Linked DNA regions of Capra hircus: region 1 is linked to region 2. The links are chromatin contacts, called in public Hi-C maps. All regions are on one chromosome and are shown on one strand. The core of a region is the stretch at or near the end of the contact, and the rest is flanking DNA. Distances in the headings are between cores, read along the strand shown. Region 1 overlaps FLYWCH1 (FLYWCH-type zinc finger-containing protein 1). Region 2 holds the start of LOC108633841 (zymogen granule protein 16 homolog B-like).

Region 1 (7,590 bases), core at 1,556-4,055, 110 kb after region 2:
AACATGTATCAGAACCTCATTCCTTTTGTTCTGTTGTCTAGTTGCTCAGTCGTGTCTGACTCTTCTGCGACCCCAGGGACTCTAGCCCATGAGGCTTCTCTGTCCATGGGGTTTTCCAGGCAAGGTGGGTTGCCATTTCCTTCTCCAGGGGATCTTCCCAACCCAGGGATTGAACCTGTGTCTTCTGCTTGGCAGGTGGATTTTTTTTTTTTTTTTTTTTTTTTTAACCACTGAGCCATAGGCAAGCCCTCATTCATTTTTAAGGCTGAATAAATTCCATTGCATGGATAGACCACATACAAGCCAGACCAGGTGTTTGGGAGAGAAGCATGGATTTTGGATTAACCCAGCAGGTGCCGATGCTGCACTCAGGCCAGAGAGGAAGATGGCGGTCTGAAGAGTCAGGGGGCAGGTGCTAGATGGCCTGGCAGAGAAGGAAGGGGTGTGAACTGTTCCAGAAAGTCTAACTGTTGAGGGAAGGAGGGGTTTTGTGAGCTTCTGTTTTAGGATTTAGGAGACATGAGAAGCTTAGGCATCTTTGACTCAAAGGACATGAGTTTGAGCAAAATCTGGGAGATGATGAAGGATAGAGAAGCCTGGCGTGCTGCAGTCCACAGGGTCACAAAGAGTCGGACACGACTGAACAACAACGAGAAGCTAAGGCCGGAGAACTCTAAATGCAGAGACCCAGAGGAGGCAAAGAGGCTTGGGGACCAGGGAAAGCAGATCATTCAGATGGAGAAAGGGCCCTGGTGTGGGGGTACCAAGGAAACTGGACTGGATACTTCGTCCTCCAAATCAGGATAAAATCTGTATGCTCTCTTTATCCAGACAGTGATGAGTCATTAGAGCTTAAGAAGCATTCCTCCTCAATGGATGAACTGTGAAACAGAAATTGTAAAATTCAGAATCACAGAGGAATAACTTTCATCAGAAATGTGCATTGTGTGGAGAACCTCATTCATCAGTATGATAGATGGAGCGTTACTATGTATAGTTTGCTATAGTTGTGGGGTTTTTAAAATAATTTTATTTGCATGTGTGGTAAAATAAACATAAAAATTTACTACTTTAACCACTTTTAAGTGACAGTTCAGTGTCACTTAGTTGTTCAGTCACATAGTTGTTCAATCATCACCACTGCCCATCTCCAGAAATTTTTCATCTTCCCAAACTGAAACAGTCCCCATGAGTGCCTGAGCAGTCGTGTCTGACTATGACATAGCCCACCAGGCTCCTCTGTCCATGGGATTCTCTGGGCAAGGATGCTGGAGTGGGTTGTTGAACCCACATCTCCTCTCCCGTGTCTCCTGCACTGCAGGCGGGTTCTTTACCAGGGATGCCCAAAATGGTCCCCATTAAACACCAAGTCCCCAGTCCTCCTCCCCACCAGCCCCTGTCAACTGCTGTTGGACTTTCTGTCTCTATGAATTTGACTAGCTGCATCATGTAAGTGGAATCATAGAGCATTTGTCCTTTTGTGTTTGGCTTATTTCATATTACAGATGCTTAAAATGCACAGTTCTCATTTGATATCCTTTATACTCAATATTTTGTTCCTCTCACTGAGTTACCAGTCTTTCAAATGTGAGCATCTGAGGGATTTAAAATTTGTGTTGGATGACACTTAGAGTTCAAGAGTTCAAAAGCACTTTGATATTGGATATTCCATATCCATTAGTATTATTCCATCTATCAAAAAGTCAAAACTGACTATGTTCAGTTGCTTGCCAAGAGTGTCAGTTACTACTGCATAACAAATGAGCCCTGATCTTACTGGCTTAAACTAACTGTAGTCTATTATTGATCAGGGTTCCATGGGGTGCCTGGGCCACTTTTCCCTGGCTCTTTCTTGTGGTTACACACAACTGGAGGGTCACTGAACTTGACAGTGGAAATGGTCTCCCTCCAGACCTGGCAGTGCCTCCATCCCCTGTGTGTAGCCCCTCATATAGCTTCCTTCCCTGGCAGTCTCAGGGCCCCTGTCTCAGAGGGTGACCCCCCACAGCAAGCTTCTGCCATGCTCTATTGGCTACAGCAAGTGACCAGTCCAGGCTGGAGACCAGTTCAGGTTCAAGACCACATTGCAGAGGGCCCTGCATACTTTATGGGAGGGTTTGTGGTCATTAAACAGTCTACACTTTAAGGCACTTTAGTGGCTGAGAATGGGAACCCTCAATCAAATCTAAATTGCAGCCTGTTGCAAGGACCCAAGCCTTTCCACAGCCTGTGGTCAGTCACAGTTGGAGGTCTTTTGTTGCACTGGAATTTGTTCCATATCCTTTGAGGTACATGCACACGCTTAGTCGCTCAGTCATGTATCATTCTTTGCAACCCCAAGGCCTGCAGCCTGCCAGGCTCCTTTTGTCCATGGGGATTCTCCAGGCAAGAATACTGGAGTGGGTATATTTTAAGCTTTGTAAACAGAAGCTTCAGTTGAGAGAATTACACTGCCTCGGGGTGCCCGTGACTGTGGGTGAAGTTCCACCGGAATGTGGGGGTTCTGTGTCGGAAGGCTTTGGCCTCTGATCGCATGAGACTGAGGTCAGGGTCCTTGCTGCCTCCACTGCGGACCGAGCGCAGGGTCCCATAGGAATGTGTGTGCTGGGTGGGCAATGACCGCAACATTTTGGCGGCCTGAGCTGCCTGAACGGCCTGTGGAAGGGAGGGCTGGCTCCCTGCGGTCTTTCGCCATGTCGTGGGAAGGACGCTGGGTCGATACCGCGTTCCTCAGCCCCTCAACCCCCGGCGCTCAAGCCGCGGAGGCGGGCATCCGGCGGACGGACGTGCGCCGGGGCCAATCAGCGCGCGGGGACGGGGCGGTAAAGGGGGCGGGGCTGCTCTAGGAAGCCTTTCCCTCCAGAGCGGCCGCGCGCGCGCGGAGGCGCCTCCGCTGCCCCGCCTCGGCCATCACACGTGTCCCCGGGTCCCCAGGGCCGCCGCGCCCGCCTGAGGGGCGGGGTGGGCCGCACAGGGGCCGCGGGGGTTGGAGGATGACACTAGAGGAAGGATCTGGCCGGGGAATCCGTCAGGCGTCCCCTTACCAGTTTCCTAGGTTTCCTTGAGTCCCCGCCCGTCAGGACAGGGCTTTGCTCCTGCCCTCGATGGCCTTGGCTCTGCCTCCTCGGGGACTCAGGAGCGCCGCGCGTGGTCTGATAGACCTTGGGGAGCTGCATGTGGGCCCCAGACCAGGAAACGCCACGCGGCAGGAATGGAGGACCCGGGGTGACAGCTCACAGATGGGGAAGCCGAAAGGCTGAGGTCCGATTCTGGGCTGTTACTGAGAGGTGGGAAAGGGCCAGACATGCATCCCACCCAATCCTCCGAGAAGATAAAGCAGTCACTAACGCCCCCATACCGATGCCCCAGGGCCGGGGTTTCCAGGCCAACCCTGCCCCTGCCAGCCATCCTTTCTGTTTCTCCAGACCAGCAGCCAGGGAGCCCTCAGTGACCACGGCTCCTCTGGACACCTCCACAGCCCTGTCCCCACTCAACTGGGGCAGCGCCATCACCAGCTCAGACAGAAGTCGCTGCCCTCGTGGGGCCCTGGCATCCCCTAGCCCTGGGCGGCCCGGGCCTCTGGCCTGGGATGGGGACTGGATCTGTTTGTGAATCCAGAGTCCGGCCTCCCAGGGCCAGGCTCCCCTCTGGGGCCTGCAGAGTGCCCTGGGGGCCCAGCCCCCGCTCCTGGTGACACAGACAGAGTGTCGGGGTGAAGGGCAGGGGCCTTCTGGGAGGGTCGGTGACCTGAGCTCACATCCCCCAAGTGCTTTTCCCCGATGCCCGTTGCTCAGGGAGACCGGCTCCCGTCATCCTGGACCAGGTAGCCCAGGCGCAGTGCGGGGCGGGCCTTGGGCCAGCTCGACCGGACCCGCAGCTATGCTCCATGGCCGTGTGCCTCCGTGGTCTCATCTGTAACCTGGGGCGATGAGAACAACTTCCATAACATGGAGTGAAGGTTAAATGGGACAAACCCGTGGAAGCACTCGACCCCGAGCTCAGCAACTGTGGGCCTGGATTCCTAGTAGCTCACAACTGTCAGTACCTTGGTCACCCCAGCAGCCCCTGGAGAGCCCTGTTTCTGGCCCATTTTACAGTTGGGGAGTGAGGTTTGGCTGGGGAAGGTGATGGTCCCAAGGCTGCCAAGACAGCAGACATGCCGGCCCGGGTTCTCCAGCTCCATTCAGGTCCTTCCCCAAGGTGGGAGCGGGCGTGGGGGGCCCAGGGCAGCCCCACCTGCCCTATCCTCCAGCCCAGATTCCTCTTGAACCCTGGCCCAAGGGCCCCTCCACTGATGGGATTTTTTTTCCCATGTGAGATCTTAGTTCCCCAACCAGGGATCAAACGTATGTCTCCTGCATTAGAAGCCCAGAGTCTTATCCACTGGACTGCCAGGGATGTCCCCGCTGATGGGATTTTGTCTCCTCCCTTAGGACAGAGCCCCTGGACTGCCAGGTTCCTTGCAGGGAGGTGGAGGACAAATCCTACTGAGACCTGAGCGTGGCCTGGGGGCCCGGCCGCCCATCCCAAAATGCCCCTGCCCGAGCCCAGCGAGCAGGAGGGCGAGAGTGTGAAGGCAGGCCAGGAGCCCTCCCCTGAGCCCCCTGAGCCAGGCACAGATGTCGTCCTCGAATCCCCCGTGAAGCCCATGGAGTTCTCTGAACTGGTCCTCCTGGCGGCCTCCACTGAGAGCGGCGATGGAGTGGACACCCAGCCTGAAGAAGTGCACTGCGTCCTCACCCTGGAGATGGCTGACCCCGATACCTTGGCCGGCACTCCCCAGATCCTGCCAGTAGAGGAACAGTGTGCGGTGGTCCAGCCAAGGCCCCAGACCCAGGCACTGAAACCCAGCAAGCCAAACATTGGTGAGTTCCAAGCCAGCTGCCCCCAACCAGCCACTTTGTGGCCCTGCGTGCTCAGACTTGGGCTTTTCCAGCAGGGTGGCCTTGGCCATCCCTTCCCTGCTCTGAGCAGGGCCTCCCTGACCTTGTCCCAGGCTGGTGTGGCGAGGGCAGGAAAGTGTCCCTGGGCGCCCCAGCCCGTGTTCCCGTCCACACCCCTGGCCGCAAGCCTTGCTCCAGGTCAGCTGACCTGCCCCCCGCCTTGTCTTCTGCAGTCACCCAGCCCCTGGAGTTCCTGAGGACCCCGTTTGGGGGCCGCCTGCTGGTGCTGGAGTCCTTCCTGTACAAGCAGGAGAAGGCCGTGGGGGACAAGGTGTACTGGAAGTGCCGCGAGCACACTGAGCTGGGCTGTCGGGGCCGGGCCATCACCCGTGGCTCGCGGGCCACGATCATGCGGGGCCACTGCCACCCACCCGACGAGGAGGGCCTGGAGGCCCGGCGCCAGAGACAGAAGCGGCCCGGCCCGGCCCTGCCCGAGGGCTTGGCGGGTTCCCAGGGCCCTGGCAGTGGGGTGGAGGAGCCCCTGGAGGGGGCGGGCCCGTGGCTGTGCCCTGTGGAGCCAGAGCCGACCCCAGGCCCGGTGCTGAGCTACCTGGCCCCCGAGGAGGACGAGGGGCTCCGAGCCCTGGCGCTGCTGAGATTGCCCCCGAAGAAACGCTCGACGCTGGGGAGCAGTAAGTGCCCCCCACCCTGGCCTTACCCTTGAGCAGGCGGGAACCATGCCCCTCTCCTCTGCCCAAAGACACACCCGGGTCCTTTGTGGCTTCTTAACACACTCAAAGTCAAAAAACGATTTTAAAAATATAAAGGTGTCCCAATAATCATTAAGCCCGTGGGGGTAGAAGCAGTGCTCATGGACCGGGCGGCCCAGGTCCTCCTGGAGCTTCCTGAGGCACAAACCAGAGGTTTGTGGGCCCCACGGAGTGCTGGCAACCTTTGAAGTTTGGGGAGGTGGGCCTAGTGGGAGACGTCAGCTTCGTGGCCCGGGTTCAAGGTCCGGCCCCACCTCACGTGCCTGGCAGCCTTAGTGAAGTTCTGCAGGTTCACAAGATAGGCTGTGGTCTCTCTGTGAGGGGCCTGGGCACTGATGGGTGGGAAATGCCAGCCCCAGTCCAGCGTGTGCTGTCGCTGAGTCACTGCTAGATGGAGTCTTTGCAGAGGTTTTCATTCTTCATCTGTTTGTTGGCTTTCGTTTTGTTTTTGCAGAGGTTTTATTAGCAGTCACTAGGGAGGTGGGCTTGGTCCCTGAGGCCGTGGGCCTCCTAACCTGCGAAGGATTGAAGAGTTCAGGGATTTAAGGGGCTGGGCGCAGGGTGTGTGCCTCTCAGGTGTGTCTTCTGGTCCCATTTTATTTTATGGAGTGTGCCTGTGTTGCTCAAAAACTAGATCCAATTTTCAAACAAACTCTGAGCCAAAGTATGGCCGGGAGTGACACGTCAGAGCTGGCTCGGCCCTCCCCACCAGCCCCGCCCCGAGACCACCCCCACTGGCCACCAGTTGAGGGGCATGGCCTCTGGCTCGCTGGGCAGGCGGTCTGTAGGGGCACACCTGGAGCCCCCACGGCCGGTGCCCACCCAGCCCCCCACCCCGCTTCCTCCCCCAGGAGGGCCCCCGCCCCTGGAGTTCCTGCGGACCTGCTATGGGGGCAGCTTCCTGGTGCACCAGTCCTTCCTGTACAAGCGGGAGAAGGCCGTGGGGGACAAGGTGTATTGGACGTGCCGCGACCACACGCAGCACGGCTGCCGCAGCCGCGCCATCACCCAGGGCCGGCGGGTGACGGTGATGCGGGGCCACTGCCACGCGCCCGACCTGGAAGGCCTGAAGGCCCGGCGGCAGCAGGAGCGGGCCATGGCGGCAGTTCGGGCCCAGCCGGGCGGACCCGGGGGCCCAGAGGACAAGCCGCTCCAAGGCGTGGATAGCCTGCTCTACCGCAGAGGGCCCGGGCCCCTGACTCTCACCAGGCCCCGGCCCAGGAAGCGCCCGATGGCCAACGACGAGGACCTCCCGGCTGAGCCCCAGGGCGAGGAGGACAAGGACGAGGACCCAGGTGAGTCCACACCTGCTGGACCGGACCTCCCTCCAGTCTTGCTCCCCAAGGTCCCAGGAGGCGTGGGGCAGGGCAACACCAGGCCCAACCTGGCCCCCGGCCCCCCCAGGTCCTGTCCCAGGTTCCCCCCACCCACCCATGCTCCCATCTCTCCCCAGGAGGCCCCGAGTTCCTGAGGACCCCTCTGGGCGGCAGCTTCCTGGTGTACGAGTCCTTCCTCTACCGGCGGGAGAAGGCGGCCGGGGAGAAGGTGTACTGGACGTGCCGGGACCAGGCCCGCATGGGCTGCCGCAGCCGCGCCATCACCCAGGGCCGGCGGGTGACGGTGATGCGAGGGCACTGCCACCCGCCCGACCTAGGGGGCCTGGAGGCGCTGCGGCAGCGGGAGAAACGCCCTGGCACAGCCCAGCAAGGAAGCCCAGGTTGGTTAGACAGATGGGGTGGGGGGGTGGGGGCAGCCTCAGTGGACAGGCAGGAGACCCAGACTGCCCACTGTGCCCTCTTGACCTCCAGCAAGCATCTTCCTGTCCTTACTGGAGACTTCTGGAATGTTGCAGCTCCCTCCTGGCTCCTCCCCTCCCTGTCCTCCCCACGGCCGCCCCCCCCACCTCATCCCCTTCTTCTCCCTCCTGCCCAGACCAG
Region 2 (6,863 bases), core at 2,561-5,060:
CAGGAAGAGACAGATCTGGGAGTTCCCTGATGGCCTAGTGACTGGGATTTCGCTATGAAGGTCTGGGTTCAATCCCTGGTCGGGGAACCAACATTCAAGCCTCAAGGCCTGGCCAAAATACAAAAAGAAAAAACAGAAACCCCCGAAAGGCAAATCTGCAAACAGCCAGAATTAAGAAGTCATGCTGAATGTGAAATTCAAGCTATCTGGGAGGACTGTAATTTACATGACAGGGTCACAGGTGATGTGAAAGAGTGGCCTGAAGTACCCTTTATACCAAAGGAAAGATGAAATTTCCATAGAAGACGATGAAAACATCAGAGCTTTCCGCCACATCTGAGTTCATGGATTCCTCCATTTTCCCTACAGACTCCAAGTTAAAACCACAAAGTGACCCTCCTGTGTGGACTATAGCCTGCCAGGCTCCCCTTTCCATGGGATTCTCCAGGCAAGAATACCATGGGATACCATGCCCTTCACCAGGGGATCTTCCTGACCCAGGATTCAAACCTGGGTCTCCACACATTGTAGGCAAGATTCTTTACCATCTGAGCTACCAGAGAAGCCCAAGTGACCCTCAATGGCATTTAAATTTAAAATTAGAGAAGAGGAACATGTCGGCGAGGATCTCCCCAAAGAGATGAGGATCTGCCTGGAAACCTTCGCTGGTCTGGGGGTCTGAGCCCAGACTTTGCAGCCAGACCTCCTCCCCCTGAATCCTGACTCCTCCACTCGTGCTGTGTGACAGGCCGAGCCTCTGTGTCCTCTGGGCCTGCGCTGCCTCCTTCTGCAAGCCGGGAAGCAGCAGTCCTGTCCCTCTAGGGCTGCCGGGCGGGGAGCTGAGAGGGGACAGGGCGGCCTCTGCACCGTGGCTGAGGGGCAGGCTGCTGTAGTCTGATGGAGGCGTTGAGAGAATGTGCCAGGCCTGGGGGGTGCTTTCCTTTCCCTTCAGGCTGTAACAGATGCCCGCCTTTCAAGAAGTGGGGTCCTGGGGATGCCTGGCTCTGGCCATTCCCATGTTGATCTCTTGGCCTGGAAGGCCTCCCTCCCTTAACCCACCTGGCCAGCTCTCACTCAGCCTTTATATTTAGCGCAGATGTTGCCTCCTCCAGGAAGGCTTCCCTGAAGCACACCCTCCACTGGGCTTGTGCCTGAGCACAGGGCAGTAGACCTGTTACTGTCAATGCAGTTGCAACAGCCAGCTGCCTCCATCAGCTTCTGTATCCACTTCCCATGGGGAGCCCCTGGCTGATCACTGGGCTCTTCATTTCTCTGGTGTCCAAGGATCCATCTGTGGCCTAGGCCTTGGCAAATGTATGCTGAGTGAGTGAATGGGTGAATGAATGATTGAGCGGCTTCCCCAAGCCCCTGCACACTCAGAGAATCCTGGAATTGAGCCTGGACAGCTCAGGGCCCCTGGATGGCCTTGCAGCAGAGAGCTGGGGTGGGGCTTCTGGGAGCCCTGAATCCGCAGAGATTATGGGAGCGGCTGGGGGCTGCATGGCAGGCCCTGCATCCTGTCGGAATCACCCAGCCCTGGGGTGTCGGACCCCCTCCTGCCTCCTCCTGCAGCTCTGCTCAGTGAGCTCCGCCCTGGAGGCCTCATCCCCACAAGCTCAGAAGGCTCGTTCGCATCCCAGGCCAAGGAGCACCCTGGACCCACTGTCGCTGCAGAAGCTGGATTTATTGGTGGATTCTGATTCAGGGCTGCAGTCAGGTCCCTGCCGCCTTGTGCCCACCACCAACCAGATGGCCTTGGCAGGGTAACCCACGGCCCAGCCCTGGAAACTTAGGAATGGTCATTTCTCTTTGGTTGAAGTGCTATTTGTTTAAGTATGAAGGATAACCCCATTCAAAGCCAATGCTGGTAATGCCCAGAAGCCTGTAGTGGCCGCAGACTCTGGTGAGCACTTTGTCACTGTCATCAGGGAAGTCAATAAAGGTGTTGCCATCTTCCTTCCCAAATGGGAACACCCTCCCTTGGTCCGTGTATATGACCAAGTAGCGGAGGAAATTCTTATAGGCACCGTAGATTCCTGTAATGTGTTCTTCCGGAAGCAGAATGAATTCCTGAGGGGTCCCACCTGGGGCTCCATATTTCTCACTCCAGGAAGAGCCATATCTCACCTGGATACTGAGAGGAAAGGGGAGATTTGAAGACCCAGGATATGGGTGACCCTCCAATCCCCAGTCCTCTAAACAGCTCATCCCCCAATGTCACCCGCAAGGACAGCCTGTCACTGCAGAATAAGTGCCTGAGCACGTGACTTTGGTGCCTTCCTGGTCTCAACCCCTGCGCTGACACTTTCAGGCTCTGTGATTTGGGGCTTCTTGACCAGCCTCTCCTGGCCTCAGTTTGCTCATCTGCAAAGTGGGACTGATTTGGGGGAGCAGTCACTGAGATCTTCCATCAGGAGAGCTTCCCAAGGTGCACAGTCACCAGGACCCTCAGGAGGTGCAGCTGGTCTCACGGCTCAGAGCAGGGAGCTGACCCCGGGCCCAGTATTTGTAGTCCCAGTCACTGCACTAGGCCAGGTGGGGGCCTCAGGAGCAGGTGACCCGTCTCCGTGACCTTCCCCCACCTCAGTGTCCATCCCAGTGTCCCCTCCTCACTGGCCCCGCCCACACTCTGGCCCCCATGGTGCCTGCTGCTCTGGCCCATTCCTTCTCCCCAGTTCCCTGGGGCCCCGTAAATGCAGAGCAAATATCTACCCCAGGCCTGGCGCAAAGCCCCCATTTAACTTAACCATTAGGGGAAGACCTGGGCTTGCTGCGTCTACGCCTCTAGTGTTCAATCAGCGGTCCACTCTGACCCTCCTTCCTTTTCTCTTTGACCCTAACCTGGGCAGAACTTCTGCTTTCCCATAGGCATTCTCAGACTGAGAGACCATTTCTGGTTGAGCTGAGTTGGGGTTGAAAGGAGACAGTGGGGAGAAGCACCCCTCCCTTTCGGCCATCCCAGGAAGCAGAGGCCGGACTTGCAGGAGGAGAGCGGAGGGGAGAGGGCTGGGGTGCAGGGGAGGAAAGAGCAGAGGAAGAGGGCCAGACAGAAGGTGCTGGCTGGGGGCTCCAGGACCCCAAGGCCCCAGCTGACTCAGGAGACATCAGCACCCCAGTGAGGGTGCTGGGAGGAGGGACCAGCCCCCTCCCCAGGTTCCCGAGACTGGGGCAGGGGCTGGGATGCAGTGAGGGACTCCAAGCCCTGCTCAACTCACCTCTTGATTAGGCCCTGAGGACCTATGAACACTCGAATCCCAGTGATATCGTTTTGGAAGTCTCTAGAGGTACAGAAATAGGTACCTCCTCCAGGCCCAAATGTCTCTATTATATGAAAGAACCAGGTGGGGAAGAGGAAAAAATAAACACACAGTGACATGTTGGCTATTTCTGCCCAGAGGAGGACACAGCCCCTCCAGACGAGGGGACAGGACTGAGAGCAGAGTCTGTCTGTGACAAGGGCTGGCCCAGACCCCAGCCCTGGAAGGAGGGAGGGGAGTGAGAGGGGCCTCCAGGGGGGTAGGGTGGGGGCACCCCCAGCCAGACTTACTCCCTGCCCAGCTGGTGGGGCTCCACAGGAGGGCGAGGGTCAGCCACAGCAGCATGGCTTCCGGCTGGAGAGTCAAGGGCTCCTGGGGAGAAGAGGACAGGCCATCCCATCTCAGAGAGGGGCCTCCCCTGACCTCATGGGCCTAAGCATGGCTGGGGGCGGGGCCTTACTGGGCCTGCGGAGTCCTGTGGTCCCGTCCTGGTGCTGGGAGTCTTTTGGCACCTGGATGTCCGCCACTGGACCTTTTATACCCTCCTGGGCCATGTGGGCCCCCCTCCAGGAGGAAGGAGGCAGGGGTCAGCAGGGGGCAGGAAGGAGCTGGTGGGGGTCTTCCTGGGGGAATCCCCAGAGCCATCCAGGGGGAGGCTCCCGGACGTGCTCTGTGGTTGTCTTGGCCCCGCAGCCCACACAAATACAAGGAGACAATGACAGGTATTTTACTCTCACCTCTGGGTCTCTCTTCTGGGCCCTTGCACTTGACCTTGACATTAGAGGTGGGGGAGGTGTCCTGAGAGCCCTTCCCAGTTGGCCTAACAGGGTCAGCCTCACAGGGGTGCTTCAGGGTAGCTGCCCGCAGAGCTTCGTGGGGCCCAGGGCTCCTGCCTCATGCAGAACCCGGGTCAGGGTCCAGAACCCCCAAGCGATGACAAGGAGAAGGGGGGCAGGTAGTGGCCTGGCATGTGCACAGCCTCACTGGGGAACAGCTGGCTGCCAGGAACCGGGGACTCCGGCTTCATCAGGATGGTAGTGCGGGGGTCTTGGTGTCGGGTGGAGGCCCTGTCTAGCTGCCACCTCCCTACTTACATCATGACCCGGAGCCAGGGGTCAGCACACTGCTATCTGCAGGCCAAGTCCCGCCTGCCATCGCTTCTTACACAATCCGTGAGCTAAGAATACATTTTGCATTTTAAATGATTAGTAAAAATTCAGTAGAATAATGTGAGATTTGAAAAGTTCATGAAATGTCAATGCCATTGCCAATAAACAAGTGTTACCACCCTTTTGCGTTTCCCTGCAGGCTCAGCGGTAAAGAACCCGCCTGCAATGCAGGAGATACAGACAGGGCTTCGATCCCTGAGTCAAGAAGGTCTGCTGGAGGAGGGCATGGCAACCCACTCCAGAATTCTTGCCTGGAGAATCCCATGGAGAGAGGAGCCTTGTGGGCTACAGTCCACGGGGTCACATAAAGTCGGACACGACCGAGCAACTCGGCACACATGGAGCAGAGAGCAGCCTTGTCCAGAATCTGGCTCCTCCTTCTGGGCCTGCACTGGCCCACCTGGACAGGCTCCTTGGGGCTCAGGCCCCCTGACTCCTGTGGCAAAGATGAGGTCTTCACCTGACCTCCAGAGCTCCACACACACCCCCAGAGGCCTCCAGCCCTGTGATGCCTTTGGGCTGGGGAAGGGTAGCGCCAGCTAGCTGCAGGGGGCAGAGAAGCCCTCCCAGGGCCCCGGATCCTCCTGGGGAGGCAGAGACGCAGGAGGCCTAGAACCCTGGCAGGTACAGCTGCTGGAGGAAGGGGCCCAGAGGAGGCACAAAGTGGCTTGTGTTCCTGTCCCAGCCCAGCGCCAGGCGCTTCTGCTAATGCTGCCAGTTAGGATGCTTCATTCTCACTGCAGACTTCCAGGGTGTGAGCCCAAAAGCAGGGTTTGTCTGGCCGAGACTCCAGGATGCAGTACCTGGGGTGGGGGTTGGAGGAAGTATTGGCTGCCAGATTGGACAAGGAGGGGATGAGGGCACTTCCTCAAGGGCGCACGGGCAACGCATTATCCTAGAGGGCAGTGCATGGTTATCAGGGACACACACGCACACACGTGCTTTCAGAATGCATGTGTGCAACACAGGATGCACCTTCTAACGTTTGCCCAGCTACCCCTACACCCAGGAGTTTGCACTTGCCCTGAGCAGTCATGTGCACCATGCACACCTATGCTGGAAGCCCGGTCCCCAGAGGAGCCCTGCCCTCTTGGTCACCCGGGCCCAGTGCTGGCTCTGAGCCCACTGGGGAGATTTAACACAGGCCCTTTGTCCCTGGGGATCAGAGTTGCGCACAAGGGGGTTTAGGAGCATTGAGACCATAATCCCCTCTGTGGGCGTACCCCGGATCTCAGTCTGCCAGGAGCCCGGAACAACTGGGTCCCCTTCTCCCAGCCGGGGCAAACGCTGGGCCAACTGGCATGTGGGTCAGGGGCAGGTCAGGACTGACATCTCTTGCCTCCCTCCCTGCTGTGCTCTGCAGCCTTAGGACAGCCGATTGAGGCCTCGGTCGCCAGCACACTCAGAGCTGGTGGGCTCCTCCCTGCGGCCCCTCAGCAGGAAGCCCCTGCCTTGCTTGCTTGGAGGCTGGATCCTGCGTCCCAGGCTCAGGCTCCCGAGGCAGGGCAGGGGGTGCTGGCTCCCACAGGCGGCCTCATCTGATGTCCAAGGCCCCAGGAATCAGATGGAAGATCCTGCTGTGCAGGGTAGTGGGGAGATCAAGAAGGGAAGGGGCATTCTGTCCCAATCCCAGGAGAAGTCCAAAGCTGGCCTTTGTGCCTGGTGGGGCTTCCCTGGTGGCTCAGATGGTAAAGAATCTGCCTGCAATGCAGGAGACCTGGGTTCCATCCCTGATTTGGGAAGATTCCTTGGAGAAGGAAATGGCTATCCACTCCAGGATTCTTGCCTGGAGAATCCCATGGACAGAGGAGCCCGGCGGGCTGCAGTCCCTGGGGCTGCAGAGTCGGAAATGACTGAGCGACTTTCCCTTGCTTGCCTTTGGGGGGCTGTTGCCACACTAGGTGGCCCCCTCCGAAAGGACAACTTGGCTGTGCATTTCTGAAGCCCTCGATTCTCCGCCTTTACTCACTCCTTTAAAAATCTCACTGAATGCTCTAAGCAAAACATTTTTCTCCAGCTTTCTGCAGAGAAACTCAATACTTTTAATGGAATGCCAGGTAGCCCGGCCACACGTTTTTGTCTAATCTTATATGTAATTAAAGTCCCATTAGTGCAAGTGCTGAAAATAAAATAACCTCCACCCAAGGGTCAGGTTGACGGAGGCAAGATCTCCAGGTTCAGTTCCCCGAGGCTGCCCTGATACAAGCGCTTTTCACCTGGTGTATCAGTCAGCCTGGGCTGCCGTAACCGATACTGCAGACCGGGGGCAGGGGGAGGGGCTCAAACAACAGAGGTTTATTTCTCACAGTTTTGGAGGCTGGAAGTCCAAGATCAAGGCTCCAACGGACTCAGTTCTTGGTGAGGGCTTGCTTTCTGGCCCAACCCACTGCAGGGAGTTAACCAGACTGAGGTTTTCTGAGAGCCTGTCATGAACCCC

What was found. Hi-C and Micro-C count contacts between places; a contact is called where the count stands out from the background.
Region 1: a contact with region 2 is called in a Hi-C map of blood, with 4 times the contacts expected there. The contact joins the enhancer-like site here to the promoter of LOC108633841 in region 2. A contact is called at or near these places in 2 of 5 Hi-C or Micro-C datasets (both in blood).

Annotation. Positions count from the first base shown.
Region 1 is chr25:2,233,101-2,240,690 of ARS1.2, forward strand. FLYWCH1 (FLYWCH-type zinc finger-containing protein 1) reads left to right here. Exons shown (of 9, transcript XM_018040156.1): 2 at 4,434-4,865; 3 at 5,117-5,575; 4 at 6,505-6,948; 5 at 7,107-7,370. The coding sequence starts at 4,532. Among named protein-coding and RNA genes, the nearest start is that of FLYWCH1, 14 kb to the left of the region's middle. Within about 2 kb of position 2,806, at least 3 of the 5 cell types and tissues checked have an H3K27ac peak or open chromatin away from gene starts, as enhancers often do.
Region 2 is chr25:2,118,236-2,125,098 of ARS1.2, forward strand. LOC108633841 (zymogen granule protein 16 homolog B-like) reads right to left here and starts at 3,811. Exons shown (of 4, transcript XM_018039850.1): 1 at 3,713-3,811; 2 at 3,548-3,629; 3 at 3,216-3,321; 4 at 1,822-2,134. The coding sequence starts at 3,811. The coding sequence ends at 1,822.